Regions from separate parts of the Ovis aries genome. Here regions 2 and 3 are each linked to region 1. The links are chromatin contacts, called in public Hi-C maps. All regions are on one chromosome and are shown on one strand. The core of a region is the stretch at or near the end of the contact, and the rest is flanking DNA. Distances in the headings are between cores, read along the strand shown.

Region 1 (2,576 bases), core at 36-2,535:
ACACTGTCTAGGTTTGTCATAACTTTTCTTCAGAAGGCTATAAAGAAAGACTTAAGTATTTCATCATCTCCATAAGACAGGAGGAAGGGCAGCGGGGGTGGGGTAGTAAGACAATCAGGAATTACATGCCATCCAACCATCTCATCCTCTGTCGTGGGGTGGGGGGTGTGTTTGGGTGGGGGGCAAAGTACTCTGATGTCAAGCCCCAGACCTTAAAACTGGGGATGGCTAACCCCCAAGCAGACCCTGATCTGATCACCCCCCTCCCACCAAGTCCATGGGATTCTCCAGGCAAGAATACTGGAGTGGGTAGCCATTCCCTTCTCCAGAGGATCTTCCCAACCCAGGGATCAAACCCAGGTCTTCTGCATTGCAGGCAGATTCTTTACCGTGTGAGCTACAGGGACGATGCCCACTGCCAGTTAGGGGTCCTAACCTGGGGGGCTCAGGTGATGGGTGAGCCCTGAAATCACATTTCAAACCGTAAGGCCCCCTGCCCATGTGCATTTTCTGGGGTTCACCGTGGTGCTCACCAGACTCTAACAGGAGTGAGCCTCTTCCCTGTCTGACTACAAAACAACCCTTTAAAAATAAAAAGGGCCTCACCCCGAAGGCTGAGCGCTAAACCAGTGGAGCCAGCTTGTAAAGAGTGAAGGCTCGCATCTGCAGGAGCCTCGGGGAAGAAGACAGGCTGGAATCTGAAGGAGCCACCCCGAGTGCACCGAGGGCCCTGTCACTGCGAAAGCAGAGAAAAGCAGGAGAAAGAGGGAGATTAGACAGAGACACTGCTCATCCAGCCTGTCCTGGGCCAGAGGCAGACTCCAAGGGAGGGGCAGTTCTGAGCCCTGGGGGTCAAGGGGCAGGGGGGCGGGGACTGGTCACAGCTCAGCTGGCCCCTCGTCCTCCCAGTCGTGGCCTGTTGGGACTGCTGCCCAGAGGCACGACCACCAGGTGGCAGCCCCCCTCCCCAAAGCGATGCTCCTTCTCCCCACCACCTGCAACCCTCTAGCAGCTCCCTGCCGCCCACACCTGGGCCTCCATCCTGGGGGTCCACTCTCGCACCAGCCCTTAAGGAGGGTGCCCCATTGCACTACTTACCCTGGGCGTTCTCCACTCACTCCCCTCGCTAATTGCCTTTCTACCCCAGGCCTGTACCTCCCTCCTAAACCTCAGCTTGGTCTCCCGATCACATTCCTAAATACCCTTTCTGAACCCCGGGAGGCTGGGCCCACACACATGGCTTTATGCTGCCCCCTGCTGGCAGCACTGGGAACCACCACCCTAGGCATCGACACACCCTATCTGTAAAGTCCAAATGGCCAGTATTCCAGGCTCTGTACCTTCTCTGTCCCACCTGCTCAACTGTGCGCTTGTGACTGCACCCATCGTGTTAAAGAGTGGGTGTGTCTGTGTTCTGATAATGGACGTTGAAATCTGAATTTCTTGTAATTTTTCAGTTCAGTTCAGTTGCTCAGTCATGTCTGACTCCTTGCAACCCTATGGACTGCAGCACACCAGGCCTCCACATCACCAACTCCCGGAGTTTACTCAAACTCATGTCCATCGCGTTGGTGATGCGATCCAACCATCTCATCCTCTGTCATCCCCTTCTCCTCCTGCCTTCAATCTTTCCCAGTATCAGGGTCTTTTCAAATGAGTCAGTTCTTCGCATCAGGTGGCCAAATTATTGGAGTTTCAGCTTCAGCATCAGTCCTTCCAATGAAGATTCCTTTAGGATGGACTGGTTTGATCTCCTTGCAGTTTAAGGGACTCTCAAGAGACTTCTCCAACAACACAGTTCAAAAGCATCAATTCTTGGGGCTCAGCTTTCTTTATGGTCCAACTCTCACATTCAGCCATGACTACTGGAAAAACCATAGCTTTGACTAGACAGACCTTTGTTGGCAAAGTAATGTCTCTGCTTTTTAATATGCTGTCTAGGTTGCAATTTTTTATGTCTCACAAAAGTTCTTCTTTTGATTTCTAACCATTAAGATATGCAAAACTCATTCTCAGCTCATGGGAGTTACAAGAACGGGCAGAGGGACAGGCTTGGCCCAGGGGAGCCAGGGTGCCTCACGCTCTTTTTCCTCCAGGTGTTGGGGGGCAGCTCTCAGCAGGGAGCTAGTGAGCAGTGCAGAGTCCCAGGCGCACCCCCAGCCCCACGGAGGCGCCCGGGGCGGTGAGGTTGAGGAGCAGCCCGGGGCTCTGTCCCTGCGTATCACCACTTCACTGGTTTCCTCTCTTGTACTCCTCAGTCATTTCTTACCAGGGGCTTTCCTTAAAAAGCACTCAACATTTATTTTTTGTTACCTTATTTTTTAATTCGCATAATGACTATGGGGAAATGCTCATGGAAAGATGCCCCCCGAGGTCTCCTGACTGGCAGGTTGAGGTCCCACTCTGGCGGCCTCCTTAGGCTTTACCGAGAGCAGCTGTGGGTCCGGGTCCCAGGGTTCTAGGCTTCAGGCACATTCAGAAAGTCAGAGAGACATTTATTATCCTCAAAGCTGACTGTCTGCCAGGGGCTGTGTGGGACACTCTGACTGCATTTGCTGTGGGGCGTCACCAGGCGC
Region 2 (2,576 bases), core at 58-2,557, 210 kb before region 1:
AATAGATCTTTTTATAACTTTGACTCTTATCAGTTTTTGCCTGTAAAGAGCCCCTTGTGCCTTTTGGGCTGTTTTGAAGATTAGAAACAGTAAATTACCAGCTCAGTGTCTGGCACACAGAAGACCCTCAATAAGTAGGATCCTATTATTTATTGCTGCTTTCATGGATTTTTTTTCACTGAGCCTTTGGTCCATGATTAAAATTTTAAATTTGTTTTGTGTGTTTAAGCTGTTTGACTTTGATCTTGAAGTTAAACCAATGTTAGAAGTTTTGGTGGGAAAGACCATCGAGCAGTCTCTTCTGGAAGTGATGGAAGAGGAAGAGTTGGCAAACCTGCGGGCCAGTCAGTACGCGTATGAAGAGCTTCGCAATGTCGAGCTTGCTGAAGTCCAGCGACTTGAAGAGCAGGAGAGGCGACACCGGGAGGAAAAAGTAGAGAATTTTCGTTTTTTCTCTCAGACAGATTTCGGTTACTTAACCGATTATGTTCAAAATCCCATGTAGAGCTAACAGGTCTTGGCAAACATGTTAGAAAAGACCTGTAGTATTTGTTGTTCAGGTCTCTCCTACAGATCACCAATCTTTCATGAACAATTACATTTTTAAAATTCCAGTTTACATAGATGTACCTGAATAGAGATGGACTTCCCAGGTGGCTCAACAGTAAAGAATCTGCCTGCCAATATAGGCAACCGAGGTTCTATTCCTGGAGAAGGAAGTGGCAGCCCGCTCCAATATTCTTCCCTGGGAAATCCCATGGAGAGAGGAGGCCTGGCAGGCTACAGTCTATGGGGCTGCAAAGGGTCGGACTAAATAACACCAACAACCTAAATAGAGTTCCCCAAAATTCCTGCAGATCACAATTTAAATTACATATGTCCCAATGAAAGGCACTCTTAAATATCAAGAGTCCTAGAGAAGAAATAACATCAGTTTGCCGAAAATCAATGGCAGAAAAGGTGGCAGGAAAAAGCGGAGTGTATTTGGGTAGATGCAGAGTAAGAAAGAGGATCTGGAAAGAATTCTGGGTCTTTTTCTCAGTGACTAGCTCTGCTCCACACCCTTACAGATACACCTACTATCCGAGTCTTTACAGAATATTTCTTCAGATTATAATGTTTTTAGAACCTTTAATAAGAAAAGTTGTAGAATCCGATCATGAAATACGCCACAGACCTCTAGTTAGGAAGCACTAGGCTCAGTACAGTTTAAGGTGAGTTAAACACTGGATGGATAAATAATAAAGAGTTTCCAAACACCTGAAAGGGCTCAGAGTCTAGCTTCCCACACGAATAGCTCAGTTGTTGGAACATTCTACTCCAAACCTAGTCAGATGGACTTTCAGTTTTCCTCCAGAATGAGTAACTTTGTAAAGAGCACAGGTCTGTTGATAAGGATTGCGCAAATGCACAATTATATGTTCACAAGTATAAGATGAATCCTAACAGCTTTGTTGAAATAATTGGTGAAGTTTTTATCAAAGAATAGTTAAATTTGTTTATTTACTGTTTGGTGGTATGTGCATGCTCAGCCGTGTCTGACTTGGACTGCAGCCTGTCAGGGTTCTTTGTCCATGGAATATCTCAGGCAAGAGTACTGGAGTGGGTTGCCATTTCCTCCTCCAGGGGACCTTCCTGACCCAGGAAATGAACCCACGTCTCCTGCCGAGCAGTTAGATTCTTTACCATTGAGCCACCTGGGAAGCCCTTATTTACTATTAGGAAATGTTTTCGAAGTTTAAGCAAATATAAATCTGGTTGACTTGTATTCTTCATTTTTTATAATAATACTATTAGGAAATATGAAAAAACAAAGAAAAGTCATCTAGATTTATATTTACTTCAACTTTGAAAATAGACTAATTAGAAAATATGTTAATGTTCCCATTTCTGCATGGGAATAGAGAAGGTAGTTCATAAGCTTCACAGATTTCATATGATCTATAAATAGCAACAGCAACAAAAAGGTTTTATAATTTTCAGAACTTTACAAATTCAAAGAGTCATTATAAACGAGACAATTTATTGGCCCGAGTTTTTTAATCAAAGATGTCTAAGCAACTATAATTTTCATATCAGCAATACTTTATAATACTAATTAAAAATACAGGTAACTATTATTATTCTTTGATTTCAGTCAGACATGTATATCCTGAAATTACTTTACTTGAAAATGGATCAGGAAATGAATTTTACCTTAAGCATCATCTCCTCTGAATTCAGTACCTACTTAGCTGTTGAAATTCATTAAAATCGTAGTGAAAAATACGAACTGATCATAGACACCTTGCTGTCCTTTTTTGGACACAAATATAAGTACAAATTCTCACACTCATGAGAGTCGGTTTCGGGGGAAGACATGATAGCAGAATAGCCACCTGTGATGGTGTTTTCCTCTGGGCAGGAACGTCGGAAGCAGCAGCAATGGCAGGTGGTTCACAAGCATAACGAGACTTCGCAGAAGATCGCGGCTCGAGCGTTTGCACAGCGTTACCTGGCCGACCTCCTCCCGTCAGTTTTTGACAGCCTTCGGGATGGTGGCTACTTTTATGATCCCATTGAAAGAGGTTTGTTGG
Region 3 (2,576 bases), core at 23-2,522, 190 kb before region 1:
CGAGGTCATCTCATCATTGCCCACTACTCAATGCCCCCACACTCTGGTGATACTCAGCCCTGGGCTCTAAATCTGTTATCTCTAATCATCTCTGGACCGCTCCGTCCAGAACTATGAAGAGCCTCAGATTTTATCTACTTCCAAGTTAAGTTAGCCTCCAGAGATTCATGAGTGCCGGTAAATTTTGACGTAAGACTCCTGAGTCAGAGACATGGGGTTATGTGTAACTCACCACGGTAGCAGTACCCAGAATATCAGCATTTTTGTGCTGGTTCTGGAGCCCTTGTTGCGTCAAGGCAAAGTGAAGACCAGACAGAACTTGCCCATGCAGTGAGTGGCCGTAGGGGAGAGGAACCCTGAGCTCAGAGAGCTCCAGTCTTTCATAGTGGGCAGCAAGCATGCCTGCTCTTGGCTCCAGAGGGAGACACTGTCTTTTTCTTCAGAGATTATTCAGGTTTTCGTCAAAGACTGTTTGCTATACAAACATCCCTGAAAAGAAAGTATGAGACAAAGGGCAGTTCATGCCTTGCTGTCAAGATGGGCAGAAACCCTTGGAGAGTTGTTTCACGTTTCATTTTGCTATCACACTGGCATCTCAAATTTGAGACATCGTTAAACAAATCCATCATCATTTTCTGAACTGTTTCCTTTCTGTCTTCACTATATTGAATTAATAGTGCTACCCACCATTGATTTCCTGACTTCCATGCGTCAATATGGGCTTAAAGCTGAAAAAAATACTTGTAAAAGAAATGCAAAAATCTCGATGGCTTAAGCACAACAAAACTTTATGTTACGCTCATGTAAAACCCAGTTCAGATGTTCCTGGGATGGTGACTCTCCTGAGAAGCTCCCTAGCAAAAAATATATATATATACCCAGGCTGTTCCTATCTTGTGGCCCCGTGATCCTGTGGGTTCAGGGTCTCCTTGGCTTAATCATACATGAAGTCCTTCGATTCAGAAAGGTTTCCTGTTCTGTCATCTTCTAGACCATTGCAACCTCCTGCCTCCAGTCCTACCGTCCTCTCACTTTTACTCTGGCAGTCCATCAGAACTTTAGATCAGATTGTATCACTTTCCTCCTGAAAATCCTTCATTTTCTTACCACTGTGTACAAAGTGTGAAGTCCAGACTCCTTAACAGAGGTGAAGGCTCTCTGTGATCTGCCCCTGACTGTCCAGGCACGTTTACTGTGACTCTCGTACACGTACCCTTTGTTCTCACCAAACCGAATTACTAACGGTTTCCTGATTTTTATTTCCTCTGGTTGGCTTCTCTGCTTTTGCACCTGTTGTTCATCTTGCCTATGAACCTCCTCCAACCACTGCACCACACATACACAGACACACCATTTGCGTTCAGCAAACTTCTCATCCTTCAGTTCTCAGCTAAAATGTTCCCACTTGGCCTTCCTTGGGATGCCAGTGGTAGCGCACGTACCAGGCCTGAATAGTACTCATGGGAGGAAACCTTAGGAGCAGGGACGAGCCACTTCCCCATTCCCCATCACAGTGGGGTTGGGCGGGGGTCGCTGACTGGGGCTGAGCAGAGTATTTGACTCCAGGAGAGAAGCCTCAGCCCTGTGTCATGATGTGCCAATGATCAGCTGCACAACAGGGTGAGTCCCAGGCCCTCCTCTAGCATGGTCAGGGTCTAGGAAGCAGGCGTGGTAATGGCAGCTGAATAACGTGGGGGACCTGTGATTTCCAGCTCTGATCTGCCACTCAGCATTCCATCAGGCCTGACTACACAGCCTTAAGCACTCGGCGATGATCCATTTCCTTACAGCAGATGGAAGGCCCCAGTGGTCCCGTTCCATGGAAAGGCAGCTCCAGCTCTGAAAGGCCAGTGCTGCCGAGGTGCCCTAGGCATGTTGACCCCTACTTCACGGTTCACCTTCCTTCATCCAAAGGCTGTCCCGCTCCTTGTTCCGTCAGTAGGCAGTAAGTGAGCAGTGCGTGCGTGCTCAGTCGTGTCTGGTTCTTTGCAACTCCATGGACTGTAGCCTGCCAGGCTCCTCTGTCCATGGGATTTTTCCAGGCAAGAATGCTGGAGTGGGTTGTCATTTCCTGCTCCAGGGGATCCTCCCAACCCAGGGATCGGACCCACATCTCCCGCATTGGCAGAAGATTCTTTACTGCTAAGCTACCTGGGAAGCCCTGTTCCATCTCATACCCTTTCTCCGATGGGGGCTTCCCTCGTAGCTCAGTTGGTAAAGAATCTGTCTGCAATGCAGGAGACCCCTGTTTGATCCCCAGGTCAGGAAGATCCGCTGGAAAAGGGATAGGCTACCCACTCCAGTATTCTTGGGCTTCCCTTGTGGCTCAGCTGGTAGAGAATCTGCGTGCAATGTGGGAGACCTGGGTTCAATCCCTGAGTCAGGAAGATCCCCCTGGAGAAGGGAAAGGCTACCCACTCCAGTATTCTGACCTGGAAAATTCCTCGAACTGTATAGTCCATGGGGTCTCAAAGAGTCAGACACGACTGAGCAACCTTCACTTTCACTTTTCACCCATAAGGACCAAGAGGCCAGTCCTTGACGGGCTCTGAAGAGGCATTGCAGAACAAACTAGC

The links. A called contact is a pair of places that touch in the nucleus more often than the background predicts.
Region 2: a Hi-C map of liver shows a contact between it and region 1, with 5 times the contacts expected there. The contact joins two enhancer-like sites. A contact is called at or near these places in 13 of 16 Hi-C or Micro-C datasets (blood, hypothalamus, liver and 6 more).
Region 3: a contact with region 1 is called in a Hi-C map of liver, with 5 times the contacts expected there. The contact joins two enhancer-like sites. A contact is called at or near these places in 14 of 16 Hi-C or Micro-C datasets (blood, hypothalamus, liver and 7 more).

What each region holds. Positions count from the first base shown.
Region 1 is chr8:82,851,625-82,854,200 of ARS-UI_Ramb_v3.0, reverse strand. The region is part of intron 4 of SYTL3 (synaptotagmin like 3); the gene reads right to left. Among named protein-coding and RNA genes, the nearest start is that of SYTL3, 54 kb to the right of the region's middle. Within about 2 kb of position 1,285, at least 15 of the 54 cell types and tissues checked have an H3K27ac peak or open chromatin away from gene starts, as enhancers often do. A contact at or near this core is called in liver, where this site is marked.
Region 2 is chr8:83,060,157-83,062,732 of ARS-UI_Ramb_v3.0, reverse strand. RSPH3 (radial spoke head 3) reads left to right here. Exons shown (of 9, transcript XR_009601546.1): 5 at 230-433; 6 at 2,405-2,567. Among named protein-coding and RNA genes, the nearest start is that of RSPH3, 11 kb to the left of the region's middle. Within about 2 kb of position 1,307, at least 2 of the 54 cell types and tissues checked have an H3K27ac peak or open chromatin away from gene starts, as enhancers often do. A contact at or near this core is called in liver, where this site is marked.
Region 3 is chr8:83,042,422-83,044,997 of ARS-UI_Ramb_v3.0, reverse strand. The region is part of intron 8 of RSPH3 (radial spoke head 3); the gene reads left to right. Among named protein-coding and RNA genes, the nearest start is that of RSPH3, 28 kb to the left of the region's middle. Within about 2 kb of position 1,272, at least 10 of the 54 cell types and tissues checked have an H3K27ac peak or open chromatin away from gene starts, as enhancers often do. A contact at or near this core is called in liver, where this site is marked.